2 separate regions of the Pungitius pungitius genome follow, and region 2 is linked to region 1. Evidence: chromatin contacts called from public Hi-C data. All regions are on one chromosome and are shown on one strand. The core of a region is the stretch at or near the end of the contact, and the rest is flanking DNA. Distances in the headings are between cores, read along the strand shown. Region 1 holds the start of dffa (DNA fragmentation factor, alpha polypeptide). Region 2 holds the start of c1h1orf127 (chromosome 1 C1orf127 homolog).

What was found. Hi-C and Micro-C count contacts between places; a contact is called where the count stands out from the background.
Region 2: a Hi-C map of muscle shows a contact between it and region 1, with 4 times the contacts expected there. The contact joins the promoter of c1h1orf127 here to the promoter of dffa in region 1. A contact is called at or near these places in 2 of 2 Hi-C or Micro-C datasets (both in muscle).

What each region holds. Positions count from the first base shown.
Region 1 is chr1:27,875,593-27,879,856 of fPunPun2.1, reverse strand. It overlaps dffa (DNA fragmentation factor, alpha polypeptide), which reads left to right and starts at 2,245. Exons shown (of 6, transcript XM_062564107.1): 1 at 2,245-2,795; 2 at 3,579-3,737; 3 at 3,824-3,978. The coding sequence starts at 2,702. It overlaps pex14 (peroxisomal biogenesis factor 14), which reads right to left and starts at 1,444. Exons shown (of 9, transcript XM_037479166.2): 1 at 1,298-1,444; 2 at 167-217. The coding sequence starts at 1,333.
Region 2 is chr1:28,123,026-28,127,486 of fPunPun2.1, reverse strand. c1h1orf127 (chromosome 1 C1orf127 homolog) reads left to right here and starts at 2,657. Exons shown (of 11, transcript XM_037479601.2): 1 at 2,657-3,288; 2 at 3,365-3,450; 3 at 3,547-3,648; 4 at 3,732-3,856; 5 at 3,964-4,107; 6 at 4,191-4,229; 7 at 4,372-4,461. The coding sequence starts at 3,251. It overlaps tardbpa (TAR DNA binding protein a), which reads right to left and starts at 2,385. Exons shown (of 5, transcript XM_037479094.2): 1 at 1,609-2,385; 2 at 1,056-1,219; 3 at 823-963; 4 at 212-382; 5 at 1-129. The coding sequence starts at 1,849.

The DNA.
Region 1 (4,264 bases), core at 996-3,495:
ATCAGTGAAATCACAAACAAGGTTTTCTTTAACTTAAATGAGGTGAAATGGCATGAGCTGCACCCATCTAATAACCACTTACACCAAATAGGCATTTTAAAATCACTTGGTTACAGTGTTCCAAAATGCCTTTACCAGTAGTCATTAATAAATAATAAGTCCTTACCAGTTCTTCTCTGGGAGGAGCCGTCGCCTCTGTTCCAGGTGGAAGGCCCGGCTGAGGAAATAAACAAACACTTGTATAAGACTGCCATCTATTGGACGACACCAATGTGATACACCCGTGTTTAGAAAGCAGCAGTGGTTTTAAGTCACAAAGGAAATGTACGTACATATTACAAATAATACATAACATAATCAAAAGATTAAAAAAATGTTATTATCGGTTAAGGCATTATTTATAATGGTGGGGGATGTCATTAAATACCAAACAGTACTTTAAATGTACTAATGTAACTTTAGCTGCAACAGAAAAGTAATTCACACACTACTGTATCAATAATTATAATCTGTCACATGAATGCTGCATTACAGCGTCCAGATCATTTACCTGTGCTCATGCACCAATTATTCAGCATGCATGACAATCATGAATTAAGTTAAGTTCCTTACTTAACTCCCTCCTGCTTCATCGGTCTCTGGGTTAAGACAACATAAAATCTACCTTTAAATTATGGTTTAGAAACAAGCACATTTAAATCGCGTTAACTCTTGCACGCATTGACTCTGATTCTAATCTATTTAGTGGGAATAAATAAATTGCAAATGTGCGAAAGGTTTAGAACAAGCCGTCTCTGGCTACACGTGGGAGGCAAAACTAAAAAACCTGTTTATCCGAAATGATCAATGCGTGTCAAATAAAACCTAAGAGCAGAGTAAAATCTACCGGACTCGTTTGACTGACAGTGACCTTTGCACAACGTGTCATTGACTGAGAGAAGACTTCTTGTTTGATTGGAAGGACGTGCATTTGGTCACGGTAAAGAGCTGGCCGAGACAGAGGTTAGCAAGCCACGCAACTTTCGGCTGCATGTGATGCAGCAGAAGAAAGGCAGCTCGTCCCTTCGTGTCGAGCAACAGAGCCTGAGGGGCAACTTTTGAAGCGTTGCGGGAGCTAACGTTAGCTAGCGTGCTAACTAGCAAGCGATGCTAACTTGCTAGTTGCTAACGGAGGCGTTAAAAACGTAACAATAAAAAAAGTGGAGGTATCGAAGGGTGACGACATCTAAACGCAGTGTGAGTGTCCACTGCCGTGTGTGGACATCGAGGTTAACGTTTTAGTTGCGTAGTTTTAGACCTGTGTAGGAGGATCAGGTTGCTCGGTGGATGCCATCTTTCCCCTTCGCTCGATTGCTCACAGGACGGGCTGATCGACTGAGCCACGTTCGATTGCTTTTCCTAAAGGCTATCAATGATCCATTTTCCTCACAAAACCAGTAACTCCATTCAGAAAACAGCGCAGTTAACTTAAAAGCTCACACAACACTTTATTAGAAGCCTCTTTTGTTTACAAGCAAGTAATATATCACGCAAATTAATATATGTATTGTTGATAATAATGGTTATTATTATAAACTAATCAGACCCCAAATTCATCTGTATTGGCCAATAACATGAAATAGAATAACACACAGATAAAAAACACAATTCTTGTCTTTGTAATTAGAACCAGGGCCACAAACAAAATTGCTTATTGTTTGAGGAGTTTGTGGGCTTTTGTGGTGCATTTTCTTACTGAAATTGATGTTAACGACAGAAGAAATAAAAACAGTGATCATCCTTGAAGTCTGGTTGGATTTCGGGGGCCTAAAGCAGTTGCCACTATGTGCGTTTTTTTAATCCGGTCGGGCCTCGCAGTCTGACTACCACAAGAGAATCTGGTCATCAAGGACGTATGACTGAGACATCCCTAAAAGCTGTAATATAAATGGAACATTAATCTTCATAACCTGCACCAAGAGGCACATTAAAATAATTAGCTACTGTGATCATTATGTCTTGTGGAAAGACAATGCTGTCCATATATTTCCCGAGAGAAGTTGACACACACATTTCAAGACTACATTGAAGACAGACGCTGTGACTAAAACTGACTTTGTATTCATTATATGGTGCATTAAATTTACTGTCCGAGTTTTTGATAATGCTTTTAATCTCTGTGTGGTAAAACTCATTGGAATGACATCAAAGCCTTAAGACTATGTGGAGCTTTGATGAAAAATATCCAAAAATACAGGTTATCCAGCCGCTGTTCCAAGTAATAGAGCAGAGATATGCAAACATAGGTGTGTAGACCGTTGAGTTGATGCTATCTGTATGGGTTGAACAAACAAATCTAACAAAACAAAATTCTAGTGAATAAGGCTTTTATCATAATCAGGTGCGTCCAGTAATTGCCATTATCTGGGCTTTCAAAATGATGGCAACACATCCAGGTAATAAAACAAGGGAGAAACGATGAAACAAAAAGAGTAGACTGGAGTAAAATAAAAAGGAAGCCGACAAGCCGAAGACTGCATAAGGCAAGTCACGCCAGCAGGTGGCAGTACGGCGAGATTACGATCAAACTCAAAGAAGAAGAAGAAGAAGCAGAAGACGCGGCGGCGCTTCCGCGTTCAAGCGTCTCGACGAGAGCTACAGTCTCGGTATCTGACAGTGTAAAGTTAAGAGAAAATAAAAAATACTCCACATCAGGCCAAGAATGACGGACAGGAAACCGTGTAAGGTGTGCAACTTCACACGACAGAAGTCCTACGGAGTGGCGGTCCCCTCCTTGGAGGAGCTGAAGCTGAAAGGTAAGTTGTGTTATGACAACTTTAGTGTAATTGTATGGCTTTCCTTTTGAAAATAAACCGTATTAAATGAGCTGTGCCATATGTATAAATTACACGATACATCTTTAAAACTGCTGGTGTATTTAGTGATCATCTCTGACGGTTTGGGTTAGCATTAAAAAACATTTATACTGCGAAACGTAAATGTCATGGAGAGCGATCGTCTTCATCTCCGTGGTCCGTTCCCATCAACGCTGCACGTAGGGTTTCAAACTCAACACTTTAAACTTATCTGCGGCGATCACGGAAGAGCTGAGCAGAGCAGACATTTCCATCGTGTTCAAACTCGCAAGAGCTTAACGCGAAGAGTCAGGGCAGGACTCTCCATACCGAGCGTGTCAGCACAGCAGGCGGTGGCACGATACCCGCACGCTTCAACGTCTCCATTTACCACGCTTCAATGTCTCCATTTACCACGCTTCAATGTCTCCATTTACCACGCTTCAATGTCTCCTGACGCTACCAGAGGCACATCCACCAGGCACAATCTAGGTGTCTCCATCAAAACAGGATACAGATACTTTTAACGAGGCACACCTGAGGTAAGGTTGACAGAGGTGATCGCTTGCAACGCATGAGTTGTTCACCAAACTCTTTGGTATTTGCAGGAATGACCGGGTGGTGCGAGGGTTGTAAGGTCCGGATTATTTAGCTTGAATACGACTTTGGGATAGTGCTGATTGTTGATATGAAGAATGTTCCACCTCTGTGTAAAAATCTGTCATTTCTGTGTTCTTCCCACAGGGAGTGAGTTTCTCGGGTTCAGTTCTGGTCAGCCTGTCACAGTGGTCCTGGATAATGATGGGACTATAGTAGAAGATCAAGCCTACTTTTTGTGTCTACCTTCAGACACAAAGTTTATGTTGTTGCATGAAAGAGAGACATGGTCACCAGTTCGCAGGGGTAAGACGGTTTGTATGCAGTCCATTTCTTATTTCAAGATGAACTCCCCTGTCCAAGTTCAGGCGGTGATTTGCTTTTCATTGTAGTGGATGGCGGCACGGCCTGGATGGCTAGGGACTCTATGTTGTTGGAGGCGGATACCGTGGACAGCTCCAGTGCTGCCGCACCCTGGCTGGACCTGGCTCGGCAGCTGAAGCAGGACCTTGCCAGCATCATCCTCATGTCTGACGAAGACTTACAGGTACCACTATCTTTTTGGTAATGGTGCTTGGCTTTTAATCCCATGCAATGATGTCTTTACATGTGTGCCTTCAAGGTGTGACATGTACAAAACCAGAAAGACAATTATGTTGGGTTAATGCAAGCGGTATAAAGCAAGTGTAAGCAAAGAGGCCAGGCGTAACAATGGTGCTTTAGTTACTGCTGGAATTATCAACTGCTAACTTTTTAGGTAGCATACGACAAATCAAAACCCATCAAGGCCTATGGCCATTGACAAAGCTGCCACGTTGCAGGCATTTAAGGCG
Region 2 (4,461 bases), core at 1,408-3,907, 250 kb before region 1:
GAACCCCCCAGCCCCAAACCTCCCTCGATCCATCATTTGCCTACTATTATTGTGTTTGGGCTCAGCATTGGAGATGTGCACGCTGATGCCCTTGATGATCAGGTCCTCTCCACATAAGGCTTGGGCCACCTGACAAGGAGAGAAGATAATCAGTGGGCATTAATATACCGGCCAGTTGTAATCCAGCTCTGCCTTTTAAGGCGAATCTCACCTGGTCGTCGGCAAACGTGACAAATGCAAAAGCCCGGAAAGGTTTGGGGATGAAGACATCAGTGACTTCGCCGTACTGCATGAAGTACTGCCTCAGCTCGTCAGTTGTCATGTCCTCTGTACAGCGGCCAACAAAGATTTTACGGCTCCGCATGGGCTCATCGGGGGACGCCTGAGAGGACAAACGCGCACAGCAAGGAATTAGGAAATCTGGGGTTGTCAGAAATACTTCTGCCCAATTCTGAATTTGAACATTTAATTGCTGACAGCCATTTCAATTGTGAAATTAATTTGATACACCACAATTCAGCAAATGTGTAATTTCAAATCTTTTGAATGAAATAAGGAAAGACAGACCAAAAAACTGCTGCTTATTGTTTGACATCATTTGTAAATGCGGTCGACATTCTCCTTAAAATGTACAGCTTTCTCAACAAGGGAATCAACTTCTCATTGAATGGACAGGATCTGAGATTGGGAGCATTCTGAAAACAGCCAATGGTGCAAACTAATCTAAAAGCAGAAATCCGATCAACTGACCCAAATACTGTGAATTTGACTATACTTGCACTGAATGGTTCTACTGAAGCGCTGAAATGGTTCCCAAATTACCTTTGAGTTGGGAAGTTTGCAGTCACACCATCGTCCATCAATCATGTGTCTCTGAGCAATCACTTTGGTTTGTGTCTCGTACTCAGTGAATCTGACAAACCCAAACCCTTTGGAGTTGCCAGTTTTTAAATCTCTCTTGACCTGGAGTGAACGGAGGGCAGGCAAGCTTGATCACAACTTGTAAATCTGAATAATAAGAGTCACATATTCAGATCAAGACACGACGTCCACACCTGCACCATGATGACCTCCCCAAAGGTGGTGAAATAATCTTTCAGGTCTTGTTCCGACGTTTTCCACGGCAGCCCCAGGACGATGAGATCCGACGTCTTCTGAAAGCCTCTTTTCACTTTCACAGCCGAGGCCGCATCTATCTCTTCCATCTTTCTTTTATTATCTGGGGAGAATGGAGGGGCAGGTGTGAGTCACATCAGGAAAACTACTTTATTTTGTTACAAGGCCACCGTCCACAGACTGCTGGTGTAATAATGAGATGAAGATAAACTCTGTCTGGTTGCGGCAGCACCCAAGATATAAAAAAAACGTGACAACAAGTAAGACAGCACCTCAACATTAGCTCCTACATCTGGCTGAGTCTTACTCCAAACCCGTGCTCACTGAGGTCTGCTTTAATCAACACTGTTCTGTGGAAACTGTGTGCAGGGAAAATGGAGCATTAAACATTAACTGGAAGTAATGGACAAGATCAAAAGGGGCTAAAACGACCGCGGTCTAACGCAACAAACCCTGCAGAGGCGCGGGAAGTCATTGAGACCAACATCTCACCTTTAGGGTAATTGACGACATAGACCAAGTTTCCCCAGTCGTTCTCGGGGGCATGAAGGACACCCTCCACCAGCCGGACCCCCCTCATGCACTGGGACTCCGGGTTCCTGTAGCGCAGCCCGCACGCCCCTGGAAACTGTGCCGCTACCGATGAAAGCAATATAGTACCATCATCCTCCGAAGGGATCTCCATGGGCTCTTCGCTTTCATCCTCGGCCACACGAATGTACAACTCCGACATGGTCTCTAAATGGTCGCGCGCCGGTCCAAGTGGAAGCAGCCGATGGGAGTTAAAAGTTGAAACAACGTAACGATGCACGCGAGTTTGTAGCGTCGATCGTCGATGAAGTTTCACGTCACGTCAGTCAACTGGGCGACGCAACCGAGCTATAGCGGTAGTCAAAGGAGCACACAAACTATGTGGAACCCAAACACTCACTCAATAACCCTTCAACACTCACTAGCTTTCTTCTCCGTTTGTAGCACGCGTAAACACGTTAGTCAGCTAGCTAGCTAACAAGCTAGCGAACCCAAGACGGCTTGAAAAATGAATGACCATTCAATTTCACGCACTGTTCACCGTTAACAAACACACGAGTCCTGATTCAGTCTGCGGGTCTGTAGCTAAACACTGCACGCTTACACCAATATCGACAAATGATCGTGTTCGTTCTGATTTACGCACAAAATCGTAAAGAACACATATATTGCAGCAGTACGCGCGCGGCTAACCTCTATAACCTCAAGCTAGCTAACAAAATGGCTGCGCACTTTGTAGAAATGACATCATCCAGATGGAAGAGTACACTTTTGAGTTTTTGTGGGCATTTGAACATTTCAAACTATAAACATTAAGTAAATCATTTGAGGTCAGGTCACTAGAACCTAGCTAACTGTTTGCAGACTTATCTCTTACGTTATTTTTTAACTCCATTAATCTTGTCGTGTTGTATAACTTTCAATGGGAACATTTTAAAACCCATGGCCTACCCTTTAAATTCATATATAAATACATTTTCCCACAGTCCAAACAAAAGGTGCGCACCATGCGCACGGGAATATTATATCAAAAGCAATTGCATTTAATACCATATCATCGTGAGAAATTGTTCTTCAACCGAAGTATAATAATTTAACCCATATTCAGGGATACTTGGTTGACATTATTTACATTTGTACAATTCTGTGCCGCCAAACATAACCACAGGATTACAGCAGCAAAGGTTAGAGTGCTACATTGTTGAACATTGCTCAAACCCACAGAATCACAGATTTTGTCAAAAACCAAATGTCAGGATAAAGGGTACAAAGTCTAAAATAGTGTAAGATAAATAGGATATTTGTATTTTATGGAATGGTCAAAGAACACATACTTGAAAAAAAAAATGAATGGACATGTGGCCTACCATTATTTACTTTATCCATAATAGATGACCACTAAAAAAGAGGTGTGTCAACTGCCTCAAATCCCACTGTTCACACATCTGGGGCACAATGATCATTTCAACTTGAAAGTGTCAAAGCAAACACACCTGTGTTTATTCCCACTTCCCCGATTGAAGTCACATCCCCGAGTGACATCAGTCCACTTACCTACAAATAGGCTCGGGTCCGACTGCCCACATAAGTCAGTGGGAGTGACATGGATCAGAAAAGATTGGGCGTTCTACTTAGAATCATGTAAGTAGCATATTGTTGCACAAACATGAACTATTCACAATTTTCTAAATTAAAGTAGAATTTTACCTTTTTCTAGTGTATTACAATGTTTTGTCATGGGGAGCACACTTTCCATTCAGTCAACAGAATGGAGGATCCATACCCCAACTACAAGGTTGACAGGTAAATCATTTTTGCTGCAATGATTTTTAATGTTTTTCTGACATCTCTTGAAATGTGGTTGTTATTTTAGGAATGATTTTCCGTCTTTATTTTCAGAAGGAGATGTGGAATGCTTTTCTGAATACATGGAGATGTGGATACACAGTAGGAGGATTGAAGGATTGGGACTCTGGCTGTCTGGAGCCTTAAAGATCCAAGGTAATTCTTTCAAACAGTCAATGAAAACATGTTGACATGGATATGGCATGAACTCCCTTTGACTCTCGTTTTCTTTGGATAAGTAAACCTTGCTTCCTTGGACCACCTGAACCTCCAGCTGTCTGCCTGTGGATTCTCACTGCACAAATACCCCGACAACAACTTTATTTTTAGAGTCGGTTACTTGGGATGTTTCGTCCAAAAACAGGTTTGTACGGCGCATTTAGAAATGTCGTGTGCATATTCACAGACTCGGACAATTGACCGAGAGGGGCCTAGTAGTAAAATATCTTTGGCTGCATATTGACCTTTCAGAACAGCCATCATGTCCTAAAACTGAATTTGGCAAAGAGGATAAACCGATTTGGGGGAAGACCTTATAGTTTCACGATGAAGTGTCCCGTGGCTTCTGTACTACCAAGCAGAGAGCAGATCAAGTGTGACCCAGAGTCCATTCAGGTACCTGTTGATTTGAGTTGGTCATCTGTTACTTTTAACTGTTTTCATTTGAAAAATCGGATACGCTCTGTATGTGTCTGTAGGTGACCAGACAGGTTCCCTATGACAACTGGAACAACAAGGTAGTCGTTAAAACTAATCCCAGTGAACTCAGCCTTTAGAAATATGATTGCATTATACATGTAAACACGTATTTGTGCATGTGTTTGATGGGGAATCTGTGTGACTTTGGTATTCTGCGTGTGTGTGTTTTTTGCATCACAGTTGCATTGGTGGCTGTCGCTGAGCGATCACCTCATTGTAGCTCTGGAGGATGCAAGCCTGATCCAGATGAACATTGACATGAGCGGACCA